Linked DNA regions of Zea mays: all the other regions are linked to region 1. Evidence: chromatin contacts called from public Hi-C data. All regions are on one chromosome and are shown on one strand. Each heading gives the region's core, a stretch centred on a gene start, on an enhancer-like site or on the middle of the called end of the contact. The rest is flanking DNA. Distances are from core to core; before and after follow the strand shown. Region 1 holds the start of LOC100282352. Region 2 holds the start of LOC100278491. Region 3 holds the start of LOC100281947.

The links. Hi-C and Micro-C count contacts between places; a contact is called where the count stands out from the background.
Region 2: a Hi-C map of tassel shows a contact between it and region 1, with 2.5 times the contacts expected there. The contact joins the promoter of LOC100278491 here to the promoter of LOC100282352 in region 1. A contact is called at or near these places in 2 of 25 Hi-C or Micro-C datasets (ear and tassel).
Region 3: a contact with region 1 is called in a Hi-C map of leaf, with 9 times the contacts expected there. The contact joins the promoter of LOC100281947 here to the promoter of LOC100282352 in region 1. A contact is called at or near these places in 5 of 25 Hi-C or Micro-C datasets (bundle sheath, ear, leaf and 2 more) and 1 of 3 datasets of contacts at active chromatin or transcription factors (leaf).

What each region holds. Positions count from the first base shown.
Region 1 is chr8:139,357,713-139,360,446 of Zm-B73-REFERENCE-NAM-5.0, forward strand. It overlaps LOC100282352, which reads left to right and starts at 1,329. Exons shown (of 4, transcript NM_001155264.3): 1 at 1,329-1,648. The coding sequence starts at 1,462.
Region 2 is chr8:139,030,623-139,033,356 of Zm-B73-REFERENCE-NAM-5.0, forward strand. It overlaps LOC100278491, which reads left to right and starts at 1,344. Exons shown (of 1, transcript NM_001151753.2): 1 at 1,344-2,559. The coding sequence starts at 1,382. The coding sequence ends at 2,359. LOC100501664 (putative cytochrome P450 superfamily protein) reads left to right here. Exons shown (of 4, transcript NM_001196342.2): 3 at 38-130; 4 at 241-820. The coding sequence ends at 654.
Region 3 is chr8:139,630,695-139,633,428 of Zm-B73-REFERENCE-NAM-5.0, forward strand. LOC100281947 reads right to left here and starts at 1,425. Exons shown (of 3, transcript NM_001371805.1): 1 at 1,087-1,425; 2 at 855-989; 3 at 274-771. The coding sequence starts at 1,325. The coding sequence ends at 555. It overlaps LOC103635987 (protein phosphatase 2C 50), which reads left to right. Exons shown (of 5, transcript XR_004852098.1): 5 at 1-93.

The DNA.
Region 1 (2,734 bases), core at 79-2,578:
TTAAGAGCTAAAACGACTAATATTTAGAAACGGGAGTAAAGACTCTCTCCGTTCTAAAGTATTAGTTGTTTTAGCTCTAGGTTTTTATGTCCATATTCATATGGATGATTATGAATCTAGATATTTATATAATACATACAATAATTATTCTATTAATTATTGTTTGAATCAACAAATTTAATTTGTGATAGATGGAGTATATTAACAAATTTAATTTGTGATAGATGGAGTATATTAGAGCATCTCCAACAATGCCTCAAACTAGTGCCTCAAATTAAAATATGGGGCTCTACACAGGAAAAACTACTCCAACAGTGCCCTATTTCATAAATTTTTGTCAAAAAACTATAGGGCACCCTCTCAAGTGCCTCAAATATACTACACCGTAGTGGGCTGCCCTATAATCTAGATTTGAGGCTTTACTGTTGGAGCGGGGTGTTTTGTTGGTGCCCTAAATTCTATAAAATTTACTTATTTTCAAATTATAGGACATTTTTATAGGTCACGTTGTTGGAGATGCTCTTAGGGCATGTTTGGTTTCTTTAAGTCTAAGGACTAAAATTTAGTTAGGAGACTAAAGTTTAGTCTATACCCTGTTTTGTTATAAAGACTAAAAATATTCAAAAAAACATTAAATGAATCATAAGATGACCAAAACACCCCTTAGTATTCTACTGCCATTAATGTAACTGAAATAAAGGAAGAGCAAAAGATAAAATTAATATGGTTTAGTCCCTTTAGTCACCCCTTGAGGGACTAAAGACTAAAAGAGTTTAGTCACTATTTTAGTCTCACTTTTTGACAATTTAGAGACTAAATGACACTAAAATGGGGAGACTAATTTTTAGTCTCTCCAACCAAACAGCCCTTCGAACCGTATGTCACATTTAACACTTAAACCCTTCCACCACCAGCTCAATAATCTTTATAAAAAAAACCCCTAAGAAACCATGAATGTATTTGTGGTTGGATCACGATCTAATGGATCAGATGATTTGCTTGCACGTTTACACAGAAGGACTATTTGCATAACAGTTGTTGCCGTTGTTTTTAGGGATTAATTTTTAGTCACTCTATTTTATTCTATTTCAATCCTCTAAATTGTTAAATATGGAGACCATAACTCTATTTTAATTTTCGTATTTAACAATTTAAAAAACTAAAATAAAATAAAATAGATCAAACAACACCTTACTATGGCAGCATGAGAAAGAGATAAAAAAGATGACGAAAAACGTCTGCACAGAAAAAGAGATGGGGCAAGGTCAAGGAAGCAAATATGCAGGGATCATTGTCACTGCCACATGCACCTCCGTGGCAAGTGTCCTTTGGCTTTGGCATCAATCAAATAGACAAGAGGCCACCTCTACCACCGCCATCCGCAGTCCATACAGTGACCCCCACGAGGTCAAGAACCTGTACGAGGAGAGGAAAGAACCTGGAAGAGAGGAGCTTGAGGAGATGGCGAGCGCCGAGGGCGAGAGGTGGGTGGGACTGGCGACGGACTTCTCGCAGGGGAGCCGAGAGGCGCTGCAGTGGGCGGCGACCAACCTGCTCCGCGCCGGCGACCACCTGCTGCTGCTGCACGTCATCAAGGAGCCCGACTACGAGCAGAGCGAGGCCATCCTCTGGGAATCCACCGGCTCCCGTACGCACCCTTTCTCCAATCTCCACCACCGCCTCCTCCTACCCTTTGCTATGCTTGGTTCTTGCAATTGAAATTCCTAGGGTGCTAGTGCTACTGCTACTCCTAGGTGGCTAGGTCCTAGCTAGGAGCTAGCCGTTCCTCAACTTTGTGGCTAACCTGTTTTCCCTCCCACAAACACTAGCGCTAGCATTTGCGGCCATTAAAGATCCGCAAACCCTAGGATACTTGGCACTTGCTGCTCCATGATCCATGCCGTGCATAGGTGTATGACATGTACAAGGCGATTGATTGGAACGACTGATCTTGCCCATCAATCTGCGCGCACTGGTTATGATTCCTGGCTACTTGCCTTAAGGCATGTACAACCTGAGAGTCAGTATAAGTACAAAAGACAGTTAAAAGACTGTACGATATAACCTTAAACTCTGGATCATAAATACAATTAAAAGACAACATACATATATAGTCGTGAAGAGACCGACTTCAACCATTTCTCCCATATTTGTCCTATATAAAAGATACTATCTATATATATTTGTTTTATTTTTTTGAAGTCATATACTATTTGTATTATTATAATACACATTGTTGTCAGATTATATAGCTTAAATAGAATTAATATCACAAAAAATGATGTAATTAAAGTATAGGCAAAGAATAATGCTCACCTCATATGTAGAGAAGTTTTATCTCTTCCCTATATTGGGAGCCTTGAGGAGCTGTTGAAGGGTAATTTCCCTCTAAAGCCCCTTACGTGGCTACGTATGGTGGGGTGAGAGATGGAGTGGATCGTTGGAGACAGTCTGAGTAGACCCAAATTCAGAGGGGTAGAGATAGTTGGATCTATGAAAGAGATAAACTGAGGCAAGCGTTTTTTTCCGCAAACGTGAGGCAAGCTTTCCCCGCAAATGCAGAGAGGCTGGTTTTGCTGGGAGGCTGGTTGGAATGCCTAGAACTAACCATGCCTTAAATTAAATATGTGCCAGCTTCAACATCAGTTTACTCGGTTTTCTAATGGCCGGCAACCAGTGTATGCTATTGCTACTTCAGTACCATTTACTAAGGAAGACTTGCTAACTATATGTT
Region 2 (2,734 bases), core at 94-2,593, 330 kb before region 1:
ATAAATGTCGAATAATCCGAATCTGTTGTTGATGCAGTCAGTTCAGCTGGAGCTGAAGCAGCAGCAGCAGCAGGAGGAGGCAGATCATGATCTCCTCCAACATCTCAACAGCATGGAGCTTGCATACATGGTGTCTGTCCGTCGTCCGATCCACAACATACATATGCATCTCTATCAGCAAGCTGGAAATTAATTAAATGTTATTAATTCTTGCTGCTTATTGCATTAATTTGCATGCAGACGGTTAAAGAATCATTGAGGATGGCGAGCATAGTTTCCTGGTTTCCAAGGGTAGCACTCGAGGACTGCCAGGTCGCAGGGTTCCACATCCACAAGGGGTGGATTGTGAACATTGATGCGAGGGCCCTACACTACGATGCGACGCTCTACCACAACCCCACCATGTTTGATCCTTCAAGATTCAAAGGCGGGCATAGCATGCACACGAAGCAGCCGTACAGCTTCCTGGTGTTTGGAGCAGGCGGGAGAACCTGCCTGGGGATGAACCTCGCCAAAATCATGATGCTCATTTTTCTGCACCACCTTGTTACAACATGGAGATGGGAGATGGCCGACGACGACCCCAGCCTTGAGAAGTGGGCAATGTTTCCCAGGCTCAGAAACGGATGCCCCATTCACCTCGCACGCATATGATGATTAAGCATGCACTAGCTACCAGAGGAAACTAGTATATATCTTCTGTAACCCTAAACCACAATGCAACCACAAAGCACCGATGTGATGTGTACTTTATTTTCACCACCTTATGTATGTAATTGTCTCGCATGTTATATCAAGAGAAGTACTCTATTCCTCTCTCTCTCTTATGGAGCTCTTGTCGGTTTAGGCTATTAAAGAGCTTAATTGATAGATTTCTCTATTTACAATGACTTGACGAATCGTACATTCATATTGATTTGAGAGATTTTCATATAAACGATTCTCATACAAATAGGTTGAGAAGCAAAGCCCGATTCTAACCCCATAAGGTCTTGTTCGTTGTGCCGGATTGATGAGTCGGAACGATTCCTAACCGAATTGATTCTCTAATTTATATAAATTTTAATTAGGGCATGTTTGGTTAGCTCTCAATCCATGTGGATTGAGTGAGATTGGATGAGTTTGAATCTCAAATAAGTCAAACTTCTTCTCAATTTTTTCCAATCCCATCTAATCCATGTGTTTTGGAAATAACCGAACAAGCCCTTAACTGGAACAATTCCGGATGCGATCCGACACAAACGATCAAGGCCTAAAACTCGATCAAACAGTGGCGGGTCCCGCCCTGCACTCAACTGCGGTGACTTCACTCTTGTCCTGCCACGTCCCGCCCCGTCCCGTCGCCCGTGGCCGCCCCAGCTGCCGCGTGCCGCCCGTTTCCATGGCTATGGAGGGGAGCGGCGGCAGCCAGAGCCAGCTGATCCATCCGGCCGTGGACGAGGCAGCCCTGGCCGTCACCAAGAGAGAGCGCAAGAGAAGCAGGTACCTCTCCCCTCCCTATACCGACACAGGCGTCCTCCAAGAAAAGAAGGCCGCCGGCAGCCAGAAGCAGCGAGAGGAGGGGCAACCCCATGTCTCCGGCGCGGAGGTGCTCCCCACTCTCCGAGCCTCAGCGCTCGGGCAGGGTAAGGGGATGGAAGCGGCAGCCCTCCGTTTCATGGCCATGGATAGCAGGAACAGGAACAGCATTTTCGTCGACGACCATCCCGATTCCCATGCTGCCGCGGGCGGTGCCTCCCAAGACGATGGTGTCAGCAAGCCTCCATCAGCTGCTGGTGTTGGCCGCAAGATGATGCTCAACCTTAATGCAGGCCCAGACGACGGATCGTCCTTGGCCAAGAAGAGGAAGAGAAAGACGATGAAGACCGTTGGGCAGCACAGCTATGTCGGGAATCCTGTGGCACTTGTGCTGGACTTGGCAGAGGGAACTCCGCTGCCCTCCAGGGAGGACCTCCTCTCCACTTTCAGCAGGTTTGGCTTTGTGATCGACTCCGAGACCAGCATCACCCAAGACAAGAACAAGCACACCGCGCGCGTGGTGTTCGCCACCAGGGCTCAAGCAGAGAGCGCCTTGAGCTGTGCCGCGACTCTTGGCGGCGCATTTGCAGCACCGAGCGTCCAGGATCTCCCTCCCATCACGCCTCTTCCAAAGCTCCCTCTCACAGATATTAGGAACAATCTTGGGAAGATGATCTTGTCCTTGTCGTCTAAAGCCAAGTCACCTCAAGAAGCGAATGCAAAGCCGGCCGTGGACAGTCTCAGTCTTGTGGGAGAAATGCAACATCTTCTTGCCAAGGTTGACAAGGTGCTGCAAGCGCAGCGTGCATCTGCTACAGATCATCATGCAATCCACCACTGACCAGTCTGTATGGTTAGGATGCATCTAGGTCGTTCAGCTACTGACCCATGTTCCTTGTAGCTGCTGATCGTCAGTCTTTTGTAAATGGATCCTGAAATCCACCAGTTCAGCGGCTGGTTTCTCTCCCCATGCATTTGTGTAAATGGTAGACCTACATGCATCGCTGCTCTATCTAGTGGTACTCCGCACTAGCATCCTTTATCATCCTCTGTCAGGGTAATGTTCCTTTGCTGGTGGTATCCCACCTTTGACCTGAGACAACAACAATAATTGGAATCCTGTCATAAGTTTACACTTTGTACTCCAAAACAAAACAAAACAAAACAAAAAAGAAATATCCAACTGAATTTGAACGATGACAAGGGTCTGGGGAGA
Region 3 (2,734 bases), core at 175-2,674, 270 kb after region 1:
ATGCCCCTAATGCTGTATGATAGTCGAGCTTGTAAAGAGCCAAGCGGCTGAGACGATCACTAAAATTAACGCGCTGTAACCTTCATGATTCAAGGCCTCTCTACCCATCGCTGTATCAGATGACAGTTTTGTACTCCAGGGTCCAGTGTGTAGTTTGGTGTTGGTGTGTCAGCGTGTATATTGTAACTCCCACACACACACACACACACACTGGGCTTGCAATCTCATACAAACATACCTGATGAATGGAAGGCCGGAGGGGGTATATTTGACAGGGAAAAAAAAGTAGTACCAAAGTTTCATATAGTTCAGTTTGTGTACAAGAGCCAAAAAGGTCTACTAGTTTGCTTCAGTGCCTACCCATGCGGAGTCTGCAAACATGGCTAGGGCCTGGTGGCACGGCCGGCGTAGCCAAGGGCTGCGACTGATGCCTCCTGCCTGGGGAGCGTTCAGCCACACCTGCACTGCATACAAGATGTAACTAAGAATCGGGTCCAACATCCATTGGGACAGAGTCTGTACATCTTATTACACGGCCGTCGGGATGGATAATATTAGTTGACGAGGGAGCCCGGCCCCGGCCCCGGCGGCTGCGTGCCGGCGACGAAGAAGCGGCCGGAGGCGGCGTCCTGGCTGGCGTAGTACACCGTGCTGGGGCTGGCGTGGTTGTGCGTCCCCTCGTACGTGGTGACCACGTAGCCGGGGTCGTCCCTGTCCCGCTCCACCCGCTTCTTCACGTTGCACCCTTCCGTCGAGCACCGGTAGTAGTTCCTGACAGAACAGTTGTCGTGAAGTGAGTGCGCTAGCAGTCCAGTCGTGTGGTGTTGTAAATTGGGACGCACACAGTTAGCTACCTTGGGTTGGGGCTGTTCTTGACGGACTTCTTGCCGTACTTCCTCCACTTGTAGCCGTCGTCCAGGACCTCGACCTCCGACCTCGTCCGGAACGCGATCCGGTCCGTGCGCGGCCGCTCCGGCGCCGCCGCGCTCCTGAAACGCCCACACAGGCACAGCCCGCCGCCGGGTACGGTTCAGACCAATGAACGGAAGGCCCAAAGCAGAAACAGGTGCCAAGCACGCCACTCACCCAGCGCCGCCTGCGCTGATCGCACCGCCACCACTGGCGTCCGGCGGCACGACGACGGAGGCGTCGTCGAAGAGGAACTCGGATATGTCCAAGTGCGCGGCGGAGAGGCTGGACGCGGGGCTGGAGCTGCCTCCGCCGCGGGAGAAGTAGGAAGAGGACATGGGGGCGGGGGCGCCGCCCGCCGGCGCCGGGTGGGGGTGGTGGTGGTACAGCACTGGGCGCGCTCCGACTGCCGCCATGGCCGGGTGGACCGCCGCCGGGGAAGCTTTGTACTTATAGTAGCGGCTCCGGGGATCGGTGAGCTGCCGGTGCCGGTGCCGGTGCGCATGGGGGAGGAGTGGGAGGGATGTCGACCGGGGGCTGGGATTTGTAGCGGGGATGTGTGGTGTGTGATTGCACCGGCTTCCCGGTGAGCTTCCTGCGCTGGCTGCCTGGGACTGGGAGAAGGTTCGGAGCTGCTGCGCGGGTCGCCGCCGCTCGCGCGCCCGGCGTGGCACTTATAGTTATAGCGGGGGCGGGCGGAATTGTGTGTCTGTCTGCGGAGGGAGAGCCACGACTTGAAGGGGTCTTCGCCACGTCGTAGCTAGCTAGTGCCGTGCGGGGTGGGCCGGTGGGGAGCTCGCTTTCGAGTTGTTCGAGGAGTTTTCAATTGCCGTCTCTGCTCACTGCTCTGCTGGGACCACGACTGCTGGCTGCGCCCGGAACACCCGTATCGTATATGCATGTTGCATGGACTGATGGATGAATTGCACCATGCATGTGCTGCTTGTATTGGCCGGGAGAGTGTAAATTTAATTCGACCATATATACATCGCCGTATGCATGATTTGTATTCGTGTGATGAAGCGGAACGGCCACCCAAGAGGAGACGTCCTTTTCACATGTCATCAAAGGTCGCTGCTCTCGCCGCATATATATTCAACTCGATCGGATCCACGTCGCCGGCCCTCACTCTTGGTCCATCTCAAACACAAAACAAGATTGGCCGGGTAACCAACGCAAAGCCAAGCTGAAACGTGCGCCGTGATGGATCTAGAAGCCCCAGCCAGCCATGGACTGATTCGGCGCAGCTTCGTGGAGTGGGTGGATTTATTCGCAGCCTAGCTTCATCTCCATGCCTTGCTGTGTTACCGACCGATATAAATGGCCGAATTCCGCGGGGGAGTGAGGATGTACTCCTCCAGCTCGCCGTGTCTTCTGGATTTTCTACGTGATCTCACTGCATGGATCGGTCGGCCGCCGGTGCCCCCCCCCTGGTGGTATGGTGGCGAGCACATGCTTATTACTAGCACAGGCCACGTGGGGCCGCCGGCGGGTGCAGATAGATGCAATGTGTATGTGTACCTCTCAGAGCGACGCGCACGTGTGACACATCGACCATGTGTGCCCTGCCCACTCATCAGGTGGGTAGATTAGATGACCGTCGAGCTAAGCTAAGCTACCATGTTTGCACTATGCATCCTGCTACATACATCCTGCTAGTGTTAGTACTATGCATGCTCGATCGAGAAAGAAGCGTCTGCTGAGATACGGACAAAATGCCGTGATCCACCGCCCCCGATTAACCCGAGCGAGACTGAGACAGCGACGGCCACGGCAAAATCGTCCGCCACCGTTTCCTGATTTCAGAAGCTTCCACCCGGGCCGC